Regions from separate parts of the Macaca mulatta genome. Here region 1 is linked to region 2. Evidence: chromatin contacts called from public Hi-C data. All regions are on one chromosome and are shown on one strand. Each heading gives the region's core, a stretch centred on a gene start, on an enhancer-like site or on the middle of the called end of the contact. The rest is flanking DNA. Distances are from core to core; before and after follow the strand shown. Region 1 holds the start of DEPDC4 (DEP domain containing 4). Region 2 holds the start of BLTP3B (bridge-like lipid transfer protein family member 3B).

Evidence for each region. A called contact is a pair of places that touch in the nucleus more often than the background predicts.
Region 1: a Hi-C map of cortical neurons shows a contact between it and region 2, with 4 times the contacts expected there. The contact joins the promoter of DEPDC4 here to the promoter of BLTP3B in region 2. A contact is called at or near these places in 3 of 14 Hi-C or Micro-C datasets (CD4 T cells, cortical neurons and fetal cortex germinal zone).

The regions. Positions count from the first base shown.
Region 1 is chr11:107,612,375-107,618,311 of T2T-MMU8v2.0, forward strand. DEPDC4 (DEP domain containing 4) reads right to left here and starts at 3,245. Exons shown (of 10, transcript XM_015152558.3): 1 at 2,979-3,245. The coding sequence starts at 3,171. It also overlaps a transcript of SCYL2 not described here.
Region 2 is chr11:107,489,504-107,495,256 of T2T-MMU8v2.0, forward strand. It overlaps BLTP3B (bridge-like lipid transfer protein family member 3B), which reads right to left and starts at 4,491. Exons shown (of 22, transcript XM_015152555.3): 1 at 4,209-4,491.

The DNA.
Region 1 (5,937 bases), core at 1,995-4,494, 120 kb after region 2:
GTTGCACCATGTGGGTCTGCCAATAAAAACAGAGCAAACCTAGGAACTTGCTTTACTGATGTGAAATATATTATTACCTAAATTTATATACCCTTATTACATGGTTAACTACTAGCTATACTTAATCTTCAAGAATGTTATTTTAGGGCACATTTAAAAGTAATGCAAATACATTTGAGTATTGATTATTACAGAGTTGTGGCTTCACCAAACTCTTTGCCTTTTCTTTTTGCCCTTTTGAACCATGGTAAGCTCTTCATTAGGGAGATCAAGGCAAGGAACTAAATAATCAATTTTTTAAAATTGTTTAAAACAGCTGTTTAAAAAGTTTGCTGAGGCCAGGCACAGTGGCTCATACCTGTAATCCCAGCACTTTGGGAGGCCAAGGCAGGCAGATCACCTGAGGTCAGGAGTTCGAGACCAGCCTGGCCAACATGGTGAGACTCTGCCTCTCCTAAAAATGCAAAAATTAGCTGAGTGTGGTGGCATGCACCTGTAATCCCACTTACTCGGGAGGCTGAGGCAGGAGAATCTCTTGAACCCAGGAGGTGGAGGTTGCGGTGAGCTGAAATTGCACCACTGCACTCCAGCCTTGGTGACAGAGCAAGACTCTGTCTCCAAAAAAAAAAAAAAGTTTGCTGAAAAACGAAACAGAGGGTCACATACCCACTTGAGTCGAATACTTGAATATAACCCAATTATCTAAATTATGAAATGAAACTACCAAACATTGCAGAGATACTGGGCTCTAGAAAGTGCTTCCACTGTTGCTCCCAATTAAGGGGTTTAGATAAAGATGTGCCTTATCTTACATGAACATATTGGGCAATGAAAAAAAAAAACAGTCCTTATCACATGCTGAACTTACTCTCCAAATAAAAGAAATCTCACTTCTCTGGGCAAAAAGAAAAAAAAATTGCTGAGAAATAATGAAAACCTAAAAACAATAAAAATGTCCATTACTGGCCAGGTTCAGTGGTGGCTCATGCCTGTAATCCCAGCACTTTGGGAGGCTGAAGCAGGAGGATCGCATGAGCTCAGGATTTCAAGACCAGCTTGGGCAACACAGGGAGACGCTATAAAAAATACAAAAAATTAGTGGGGCATGGTGGCATGCTCCTATAGTCCCAGCTGCTCAGGAGGCTGAGGTGGGAGGATCACTTGAGCCGGGGAGGTCAAGGCTGCAGTGAGCTATGACCTCCACACTGCACTCCAGTCTGGGCAACAGAGTGAGACCTTGTCTCAATTAGAAACAAAAACGGTTGGCCAGGCTCGGTAGCTCACGCCTGTAATTCCAACACTTTGGGAGGCTGAGACAGGTGGAGGTCAGGAGTTCAAGACCACGCTGGCCATCATGGTGAAATCCTATCTCTACTAAAAATACAACACAAAAAAATTTAGCTGGGCATGGTGTCGTGCACCTGTAATCCCAGCTACTTGGGAAGCTGAGGCAGGAGAATTGCTTGAACCCAGGAGGTGGAGGTTGCAGTGAGCCGAGATCACATCATTGCACTTCAGCCTGGGCAATGGAAAAAAAAAAAAACAACAACAGTCTATTACCTGAAAAAAACAGTTAAATTATGATATACCCTTACTATAGAATAGTAGCCAGCCATTAGAAAGAATGAAGTAGAGCTATGTTTATAGTGTGCAAGGATCTCATTAAGAAGGGAAAAATAAAAACCCAAAACAAAATTTTTTTTAAAATGAACTGAGCAGAACAACTTGTATATTATTATCCTACTTAGGTAAAAATGAATTCCCAACCTACATAAAAATGTATGTAAATAAATAGAAAGAACTGGAAGAATAAACTTCAAACGAGTAACCTTGGGGAAGAAGGATTGTAATGGTGGCTGATGAAAGAGGATGTTCATTTTTTAATATATGTTTTTCATTTGAGCCCAGTCAAGTTAACATCATTTTTTATTCTATGTTTCCGACTTGTTATAATGGGCACATATAAATTCATATTTTAATTAACTGGAGACAGTAAAAACTACTGAGATATAGTTCACATGCCATAAAAATTCACCCTTTTAAAGTGTACAATTCAGTGTTTTCTAGTACATTCACAAAGTTGTACAGCCATCACTATTGTCTAATTTCAGACCATTGCATCATTCCACAAAGAAACCTATAGTTCGTAGTCATTCTTCATTCTTCCCCACCCCAGTAAAATTTTAATTAAAACATTTAAAGAATGATAAGGGAATAACTTAGAACATCTAGAATGTTTTTCTAGATTTGCAGGGGGAAGTGGGTAGAATCCAAGAATTTAAGCTCTCTTCTCCGACTACGTATAACCGCAAAAGGTATGCCCAACTACACGTATGTTTACGATAAAATGACAAATAAAAATCCACCACCCTCAAATTCCTTCTGTAACAGAAGTCACCCGTCTAATCACTCCAGAAATCTTATCCCCAGACATTGTGGGCAGAGCGTAGACTGAGGAGGGGAGGCCAGAAAGTGATGGGCGGAGTTGGGCAGGAGGGTACTCGAAGGAGTTGGCGGAAGACAGAGCGGTGGAGCCTAGCTGTTTTCCATGGACAATCTACCTCTCTAACCTTCATTAAACAAGTAGGCTAGATTAAAGAAATCACTCCTCTAGCTCAAGGAACTTGCCCTCTAGTACTTTAACCCCTTGTTGCTCTAAGTGTAGCCTAGGGACCAGCAGCATTGGTGCCATCTGGACATGTATTAGAAACGCAGATTATCAGACCCTACTCCTCAATCAGAATCTGCATTTTCACAAGATCCTAGGGATTCGTATGTATATTAAAGTTTGGGAAAAAATGCTTTCCTGCATGCTCCAAGGGCACTTCACCAGAGTAACCCCTAAAAAGCCTCAGTCCTGGGTCCCCCAGTCCAGTGCCTGGGAGACCACGAAGGGGGCGGGCTAGGAAATGGGCGGGGCCCTGGCCCGATGAGGAGCAGAGTCCCAGCCGCCCGCTCCCCTCAGCTCCCCACTCCACCTTCACTACACCTTTGGCTAGGATATACAGGGCCGCATGTCCTCCTTTTCCGGCAGAAGCCACCTCTACGGTTCATGGAACTTGGCCCGTTCAGCCCTGGGCCCGGAAGCTCGTTCTGACTGCCAAGTCTACGGAACCGCGGAGTCAAAAGAACCGCCACAAGCTCGCGTGCTGGTTCCTCCTCTGGCACCATAGCCCCGCCCCCAACTGACACCAGGGGGCGGAGAGAAGTCCTGGCCCCGCCTCTTCCGAACCAGCAGGAAGTGACGTCATGCCCCCGGCCAGCAGGTCTTTTAGTCTTTTTCCCCCTCCCTTACTCTTCGTCCCCAGTCCCTCCCCTCCTCACCCCCTTCCCTCCTCCAGCTCCGACGTTTGCGACCGCGGGGGCGGCGGAGGATATGGAGTAAAGCCGGAGTCAGCGGCCAGGCACCAAGGCAAAGCAGGAATAGCCAGGCGGCGTTTGTTAGGGGGGCGGGGGGAAAGAGCCCCAGCACCGCCCCTCCTGGAAGGAGAAGGAAGAGGTAAGTGACCGGCCGCCGGCACCGAGCAACCTCCCTCACTGGCCGCGCTCTCGCCTGGGCTCCCGGGGCCGGCGAGGAGGGAATGGAGGACTCGCGCCCGGGGTAGGCCTCCCAGGGCCGCCTGGGCTGGTGAATGTTGCCTGGTGACGGGCCTGCCGGCGGCCGGCCGGGCGATCGGCGGTCGGCGCCCGCTCATAGCAGGGCTGGGCGACCAGCGAGCTCCGGGGAGCTGATCCGAGAGGGCCGAGTCCTCGGAAGAGGCCTTGAGGCGACGGGAGACCGGGGATCGGAGTCAGCTGCCGGAGGGAGAGCCCCCCATGCCGGCTGGGGAGCTCGGGTTTCGGTGGTGGAGAACGTGGTACCTTTCGGGGACATTGGACACTACTCTAGGACCGAGTGAGAGAGCTCCCCTCAGTTCTGAGATCTGGAATTCGGTAGCTTGGGTCACCAGCCGGGGCCCTGCCGCCCGCAGTCCTTCTCTGACAGTAGCTTTAGTTCTGGAATGGAAGGTTATTGTGTGTGAGGTGGGTGGGGCAGGTGTTTTGTTAAGACAAAAAACCCCACCGGTTACTCCTGCAGTCTTGTTTTTCTAAGCGGAAGAGAACCGATGGAGGAAGGTTTAGACCGATAAAGCTTGCAAAAACTTCTTGGACTCTGACTGAGCACATACCTGTGATCCGTAATTAAGGAGACCATATTATCAAATCCACCTTCTAAAGCACTCGAGGAGGCTCCAGACAAGCCGCTTAAAAGCGCTATATGCCTGTAGTGACTTCATTGGAAGGTGTCAACTGTTTTTTAGTACGTGAAACTCAGGAATTACTTGTGATGACACTTTTTAAAAACATTGGATTCTATGAGTGAGTTTTCTAAGTAGCATGTCTCCGTTCTGAAAAATAAATAGTTTGGCAAAAATGCTCCAAATCAGCCTGTCACTGTAAAACCCCGTCATGTTCTGGTGATGGCTTGAAAGTCAGATGCTTGAAGATTCCTTTTGGACTTTGCAGGTTTGTTGTTGTTGTTTGGTTTGCTGTCTTATTCTTTAGCACAAATATTTTTAAAATATTTAAAAATGAAATCAGCTGAGTATATAAATTACTTCTTGAGGCAACATTAAACTGTAATCTTAAAGAATGCTTTTGGGGGATTGTGTAAAGGAAGGGAACCTAATGGAAGGTGAGGGCCTTCATTCTTTTTAGGTTTACATTACTCACATGCAGAAACCTATTTGGTCTCTAAGATTCATAAATACCCAATAAAATATATACAGGCACATTGTACTTGTGTAGTATGGAATACTTCCTGTACAGATCAACCCTGTTACTGGGAATAACTACTCATACTCACATGTTTGAAATTCATGATATACCTCCCTTCCCTCACCCCAGGAAGAAAAATAGCTCCTCTTACTGTGTTTAACTCCGTGGGTAGCATCACTATCCATTCTTTTCTATAGAAGTTGAAGTTTGACAGTTCCTCTCTCATGCCTCATACTCAGTCTCTCATGAAGTCCTGTTGATTTTGCCTCTTGAATATCTCTTGACTCTTGTCTACTCTTAGTCTGTAACAGTAGTCCTCCTGTTCCAAGCCACTGCCATCTCTCATCTTGACCACTTCCCTAGCTTCCTGATTATGGTCTGCTTGCATCTACTGTTGTCTCCTGTAGTTTTCCACACCAGACTTAGTGACTTTTTCAAAATGTAGACCTAATAACATTGTCTTTGTGTTTAAAATCTTTCAGTGGCTTCTCACTATTTTTAAGTAAATCGAACACATTAACATGCCTTACAAGCCCTGCATAGTTGGTCCCCTTTCCAATCTCATCTCCACTGTGCTTTCTGACATTCCCTTTCTCCCCTAGTCACTCTGTCTTTTCTGTTCTCCTGCTTCAAGTGTGTGGCTTTGGTTATGCTACTTCCTCTGCTTGGAAATGCCCTTCCTTTCTTTTTTTAGCCAATTATGCCTATTCATCATTCAGCTCACTTCAGGGAAGACTTTCCTGATTAGAATAGATTCTCCTGATTATATGTTCTTACCACACCATTGAAGAGTTGCCATGTTTGTTAATACTTAATAAATTAATTAGACCTTCCTCATCTCCTGATGTGTAAGTGCTGAATGTTTGTTAAATGAATTCATTTTATGCTTACTGAATGTGCCAGTAATTGTACTTAACATTTACCTCATCATCACCGTTAATCCTTATAACAATCACTTGAGGTATAGCTAGCTTTTCCCCTTTTTATAGATTAGAAATAGTGTTAGGGTGGGTAGTTAGTTAGTCATGGCTGTAGTAAATATTAGAATTGGCATTTGAACTCAGATTTCCTTACCACTGAAGAGTGTGTACTTAACCATTTAACTTAATTTTAGCACTTTGCTGTTCATCAGAATCACTTGGGGAGCTTTCTCAGGATACAGATACACTTCATCTTTAT
Region 2 (5,753 bases), core at 3,241-5,740:
GTCCAAGAACTCTTCCAAAGAGATTCCAGGAGCTGGCCGGTTCCTGTTCTTTCCTTAATTTGGTTGTTCAGATATTCTTCTGCTTTCTGTTACATTTCCCTTTTTACTTAAATAGACTGGGTTTCTGATGTTTGCAGGCAAAACAACTTTACCAGCACAGAACCCTAGCTCAATCATATGACACACACCTGTACACTTTAAACTGGTTTCTCAATCTCGGAACTACTAACATTTGGGCAAATAATTCTTTGTTGTGGGGGAATATGCTGTGCAATGTAGAATGTCTAGCAGCATCCCTGGACTCTATTCACTAGATGGCAGTAGTACTATCCTCCCCTCCAAGTCTTGACAATTAAAAACATCTCGAGACACTGCTAAATGTCCCCTAGGAGGCAAATTGACCCTGGTTGACAACTGCTGCTTTAAACTATATAATGACTCCAGGTGAGGTGTATGTCTGCCCAGTCAACTCTCTCCCAACTCTTGTGGAGAGCAGAGTATGCCCTCAGCCTAAGGGAGTGAAGGAGAGGACAGCGTCTGTACCTCTTTTCAGGTCCTGGCTTAATTAAATATACGTCCACTTTGCCAATTTGCAAGCGCCTGTTCACACATGTGTACCTGTGTATACACATACATACATACACACACTAAGGTCTTGAGCTGAAAGGTAGCTTCTGCTTTTATTTCCTTTCTCACATTTGCTACGACTTTTCTTTAGAAGTTTCCGTTCCCGTGTGAAAAACTACTCTCCTAGAAAATCTTCCCAAAATATATTCAGTCCTATTACAGTTTGAAAAATCGGGGCAGTTTCTCCTTCAAAAGCTTTTCCTGCTTCACGTTGGAAAAATGTCACTACTCTAACCTCCCCCTGCCCCCTCATCACACTCCTTGTCCTCATTTCAGATTCTTCAAGTAGATAAACTTTTTATTAACAACTCAAGAGACGCTTGGAATACAAAGTATTAGGCAAGAAACAAGTATATAGATGTACAGTTCTCAAATACTTCAGCATTGACTTAAAGCATTTGTTAATCTCTTAAGAACAATTCCTCTTTCATACTTTCCCAATATACCAGCTTCTCAAGTCCCTTCATACAGGCAAAGATGGTTTTAATCTTGCAACTGCACTAGATTTCAACCTCAAGGCTAAAAGTGAGTGCTCTTTCTCATGTTGGTTCATAGTCTTCCTCCTTACTGGCAGAACCCCTCCCCCCATACAATAACTAGGTCATTTCTTTACTGGAAGACCCCTCACATAAACCCCTATAAAAACTAGGTCATTTTCCAGGACTCCAAAGGCACCACATTTATTTAATGATTCAATTACTCACTGCCTTCTAAAGCCACAGGGAAACTGGTCATTACCAAATCTGTAAGAAAGTTGGCAGTAGTCTTGCCTCAGTAAAAAAAGAGCAATGTAAGAGAAAGTAAGCTCATTCATGTTATGTATCCACATTCAAGCAACAAATAGTTGTTGAGTATCCACTTTATGCCAGCCTCAAGAAAAAAATGCCTGCTCTCATAGAGTTTACATTCAAGTGGAGAAAGACAAATAAATACATAAAGAAATAAATATGTATGACAGACAAGCATGAGTGCTATGGAGAAAAATAACACAAGCAAGAGGACTGGCAGTATGGGGGCTCACAATTTTAAACTCTGGTCAGGAAAGGTCTCCTTTGAGAAGGTGCAATGGGTTGCATACACAGGCCTCATGTGATGTCTAGTATTAGAAAGTAGTATGTTTATTTCCTGGTAAACTGTATTCTACTGGATCCCAGACCACTAGGTCAATGTAGTGACATCTTCATTACTGGATACTCCACAAAATTAAACTTGAACCAGGTAATTTCAAAAGTTCATTCCTACCTGAGTAACTGCACTTTATCACAACACTTGCCTTCTTTTGTCAATTATGAGCTGCCTTTAGATTTCTGAATAACTATTTCTCTTAGGAGATGACAGCAATTAGCATTAAGATTAACTTATTAACCAAAAATAAGAATTTGATACTCTTTAGTCACCTGAGTTAAGGATGTTTTGAAATATGAAATAACTGAAAATTCAAGCGTCCCAAAAATTCATCTCTGAAAAAACAAAAAAATCCTCATCACATTACTTATCACACAGCTATTAGAAATCATAAAGATTTAGAAACTAACCCTAAGGGCCGGGCTCGGTGAGGCCCTTTTTGGGAGGCCAAGGCAGGTGAATCACCTGAGAGTGGGAGTTCGAGACCAGCCTGACCACCATGGAGAAACCCTGTCCCTACTAAAAGTAAAAAATTAGCCAGGCGTGGTGGCGCATGCCTGTAATCCCAGCTACTTGGGAAGCTAAGGCAGGAGAATTGATTGAACCCAGGAGGCGGAGACTGCAGTGAGCCAAGATTGCACCATTGCACTCCAGTCTGGGTAACAAGAACCAAACTCCATCTCAAAAAAGATGTAAATAAATAATAAAATAAAAATTAGTCCTAAGGACTCAATTTTCAATATTTGGGTGTTTTCTATCTCATGCAGTAAGCCATTACATCTTTGTTCTTAATTTTGTTATTATACTTTGGTATACATGCTATTAATTTTTAAGAGCCTCTCTCAAATGGAGTTCTATAAAAGAATTAAACTCCAATGCACTATTTGTTGATTTAATTTACTGTTCTTCTAAGCATCTAGAGTGGTACTAGCTATGCAGCATCATCCTTGGACGAGTGAGAAAATAGGCATTCAAATCATTTTCTGCAGATCTGAATTTTCTTGTGGAGCTGGGTATGAGAAAGGCTGGAGGACATAAATTAAAAATAGATAAAACCTTCCAAAATAAGATAGTTCAGAATTGGACCATATATATAATTTTAAAAGAAACTTTCCAATGAGTGGTAACATTAAGAAATATACATTCACGCAGGGCGTGGTGGCTCACACCTGTAATCCCAGCACTTTGGGAGGCCGGGAGGGCGGATCACCTGAGGTTGGGCGTTTGAGACCAGCCTGGCCAACATGGTGAAACCCCCGTCTCTACTATTAAAAAATACTATATATATATATATACACATACATACACACACACACACACACACACACACGCTGCTATACTTTGCTACTTTTTTTAAAAAGTGCTATATCTTATTCAATATTATAAGTGAGGAAAATATTTGCTGAATCACACAAGTAGTAATTCTGTTCCCAATATATAACCTGTGGTATAAGACAATCTGGGGAATCAAGAATTATGTTTACTATACGAGTCTATCATCATACCAAGTGTCTTCCCAAAATCAGTTAAAATTAACTTACAAATAGAACAGAAAGGTATCCTAACCAAGCGCTTTGAGTTCGCTGGTAACAACTTAGAACAAGATCTTACATTTAGCCTGCCTTGAGACAAACATGGAGAAGCCAAGAGCAGTAACAAACTGCCAGCTTTACTGAGTCATGTTTCTGACTAAAATCGCGTTATGAAATGGAGAGAATGACATGTCTTGGGTTTAATCACCACAGATGTTAACTCCCTGAATTTTAGAGTTGCAGAGGAAAAAGAGCAAAAACCAAAAAAAAAAAAAAAAGTTCAGTAAGAATGATGTGGGTCTTATGACTCCAGAAAGAACTCGCCAAAGCTGCGAACTCTGCTTATTTACCTAAAACAAATCCTAACTGTGCAAACAGGCACACCCTCTGATGCCTCAGAGCGGGAACGCCAAGGTGGGAGGAATTCAGAAGAACAATCACAAGGTTAACGTTTTACTGAGAACACAGCCTCCACTAAGAGTCCACATTGCGCCAGAAGCCCTCGGTTAACGGAACCGCTCTGCTCCAAGGGGAACGAGCACCGAGCTCGAGTTGCAGCCCCGCACATTAACCAGGCACCTGGGTGACACCATGCCACCCCCAGCCTCCGCGCAGTACCACACAGAGCGGACCCCGGACGCCCCCAGACGCCGCGCCGGGAGCGATCCCAGCCAGCCACGCTCCGCGCTCCTCCGCGCCCCCGCCCGGGGGCAGGACGCGTCAGGGACCGACTCGTGAGGCCAGCCCCCGGCGCCGGGGGCGACGAGATCCGGGGCCGCGACCTCTGCCCCGGCCAGAGCGGGGAAGTCCGAAGGTCGCCTCCCGCACAGCCGCCATGCGCCGCCGCCCCCGAAGCCGCAGGCTGACTCCAGTGCCGGCTGGGGCGGAGGCCGACTGGCGCCGACGTCCAAGGCGCTCACTGACCTGGAGAGGTGCTTAAGGATTTGTTTCTTGATGATCCCGGCCATGGTGCCGAGGTTGGAGTCGACGCGCTCTCGTCCTGTTGCTCACTGCCTCCTCTCTTCGTGGTCGTCTCCTTTCTGTCCCGGCTAGCCCGGCCACAGGAGAGGCGCTGATCGCTCACGACCGGGAGAGACGCGAGGCCCCGGCCAAGGCCACAGCCGCCGCCGAGAACCCGGAGCATCGCGCTCAGGCCGCCACAGCCGCCGCGGGCGCCATCTTGGCTGCAGCATCACCTAAGAGACTCGGGGGAGGGCGGGGGCGGGGCGGCTCCAGGCGGGGCCGGCACGAGGCCGGGCGGGGCCAACGCCGGCTCTGGGCGGGCTCTGGGCGGGGGCGGGAGGTTTGCGGCCCTGGCGCCAGTGTCCCTTTTAGACATCGCGACACAAGGGCCTTGACTCCCAATCCACCAACCGTCTTGGCCTTAATGCTCCCTCCTCCCTCCTTCCTCCGCTGATGTTGTTCCTGTCTCCATCGCTGATCCGTGGCTGATTTATCTACGTCCTACTTCCCTTTTTCATTTCCTCAGACTTTTTTTTTTTTTTTGCTTTTGTTTTTTTTTTTTTTTGAGAGGAGTCTCGCTCTGTCGCCCAGGCTGGAGTCCAGTGGTGCGATCTCGGCTCATTGCAACCTCCGCCTCCAGGGTTCAAGCGATTCTCCTGCTTCAGCCTCCTGAGTAGCTGGGATTACAGGTGCGCACCACCACTGCCGGCAAATTTTTGTATTTTTATTAGAGACGAGGTTTCACCATATTGGCCAGTAGGTCTCGAACTCCTGACCTCCTGATCCACCCGCCTCGCCTCCCAAAGTGATGAGATTACAGGCGTGAGCCACTGCACCCGGCCTCCTCAGAATGGTTTAAGTATCGGCCATTAACTCCTCTGCTTGCTTTGCTCTCTTGACCTACTCGCCTTTCTTCATATTCTTCCTTCGGTTTTTCTTTCTTTTTTGTTTGTTTGTTTGTTTGTTTTTTTCTTTTTCTAAGATATTCAGCCTTTCCCTTACCTGAATGTGGCAATTTAATGTTTCCCTTGGTTATTGCTATCCTAAAGGAAGTAAAGGTTGACAATGGTTCCTAATAGTCTAGGACCTAGGAATTAGAAGGCCTATAATTCAACTCCTGGCTCTGGTATTTTCTAGCTGTTATCCGGGGGAAAATAATTTCTTTACTTTTAGTTTCATTTTAGTCATCTGTGAAATAGGTTAATCAGCAGCCTTACCCACTTCACTAGGTTGTACCTAAAGATGTAAATATCATGTGAAAATTTCTGTAAGGAAGGAAGGAAATTGTTAAAATAGGGAAAACTACTACAATTCTACAGCTCTGCCCTACCCAGCCCCAAACAGAGCTAACATTTTCAGGGATTAAAATGACTACTCCTGTCATCCCAGCACTTCGGGAGGCCGAGGCAGGCAGATCACTTGAGGTCAGGAGTTCAAGACTGGCCTGACCAACATGGTGAAACGCTGTCTCTACAAAAAATACAAAAATTAGCTGGGCGTGGTGGC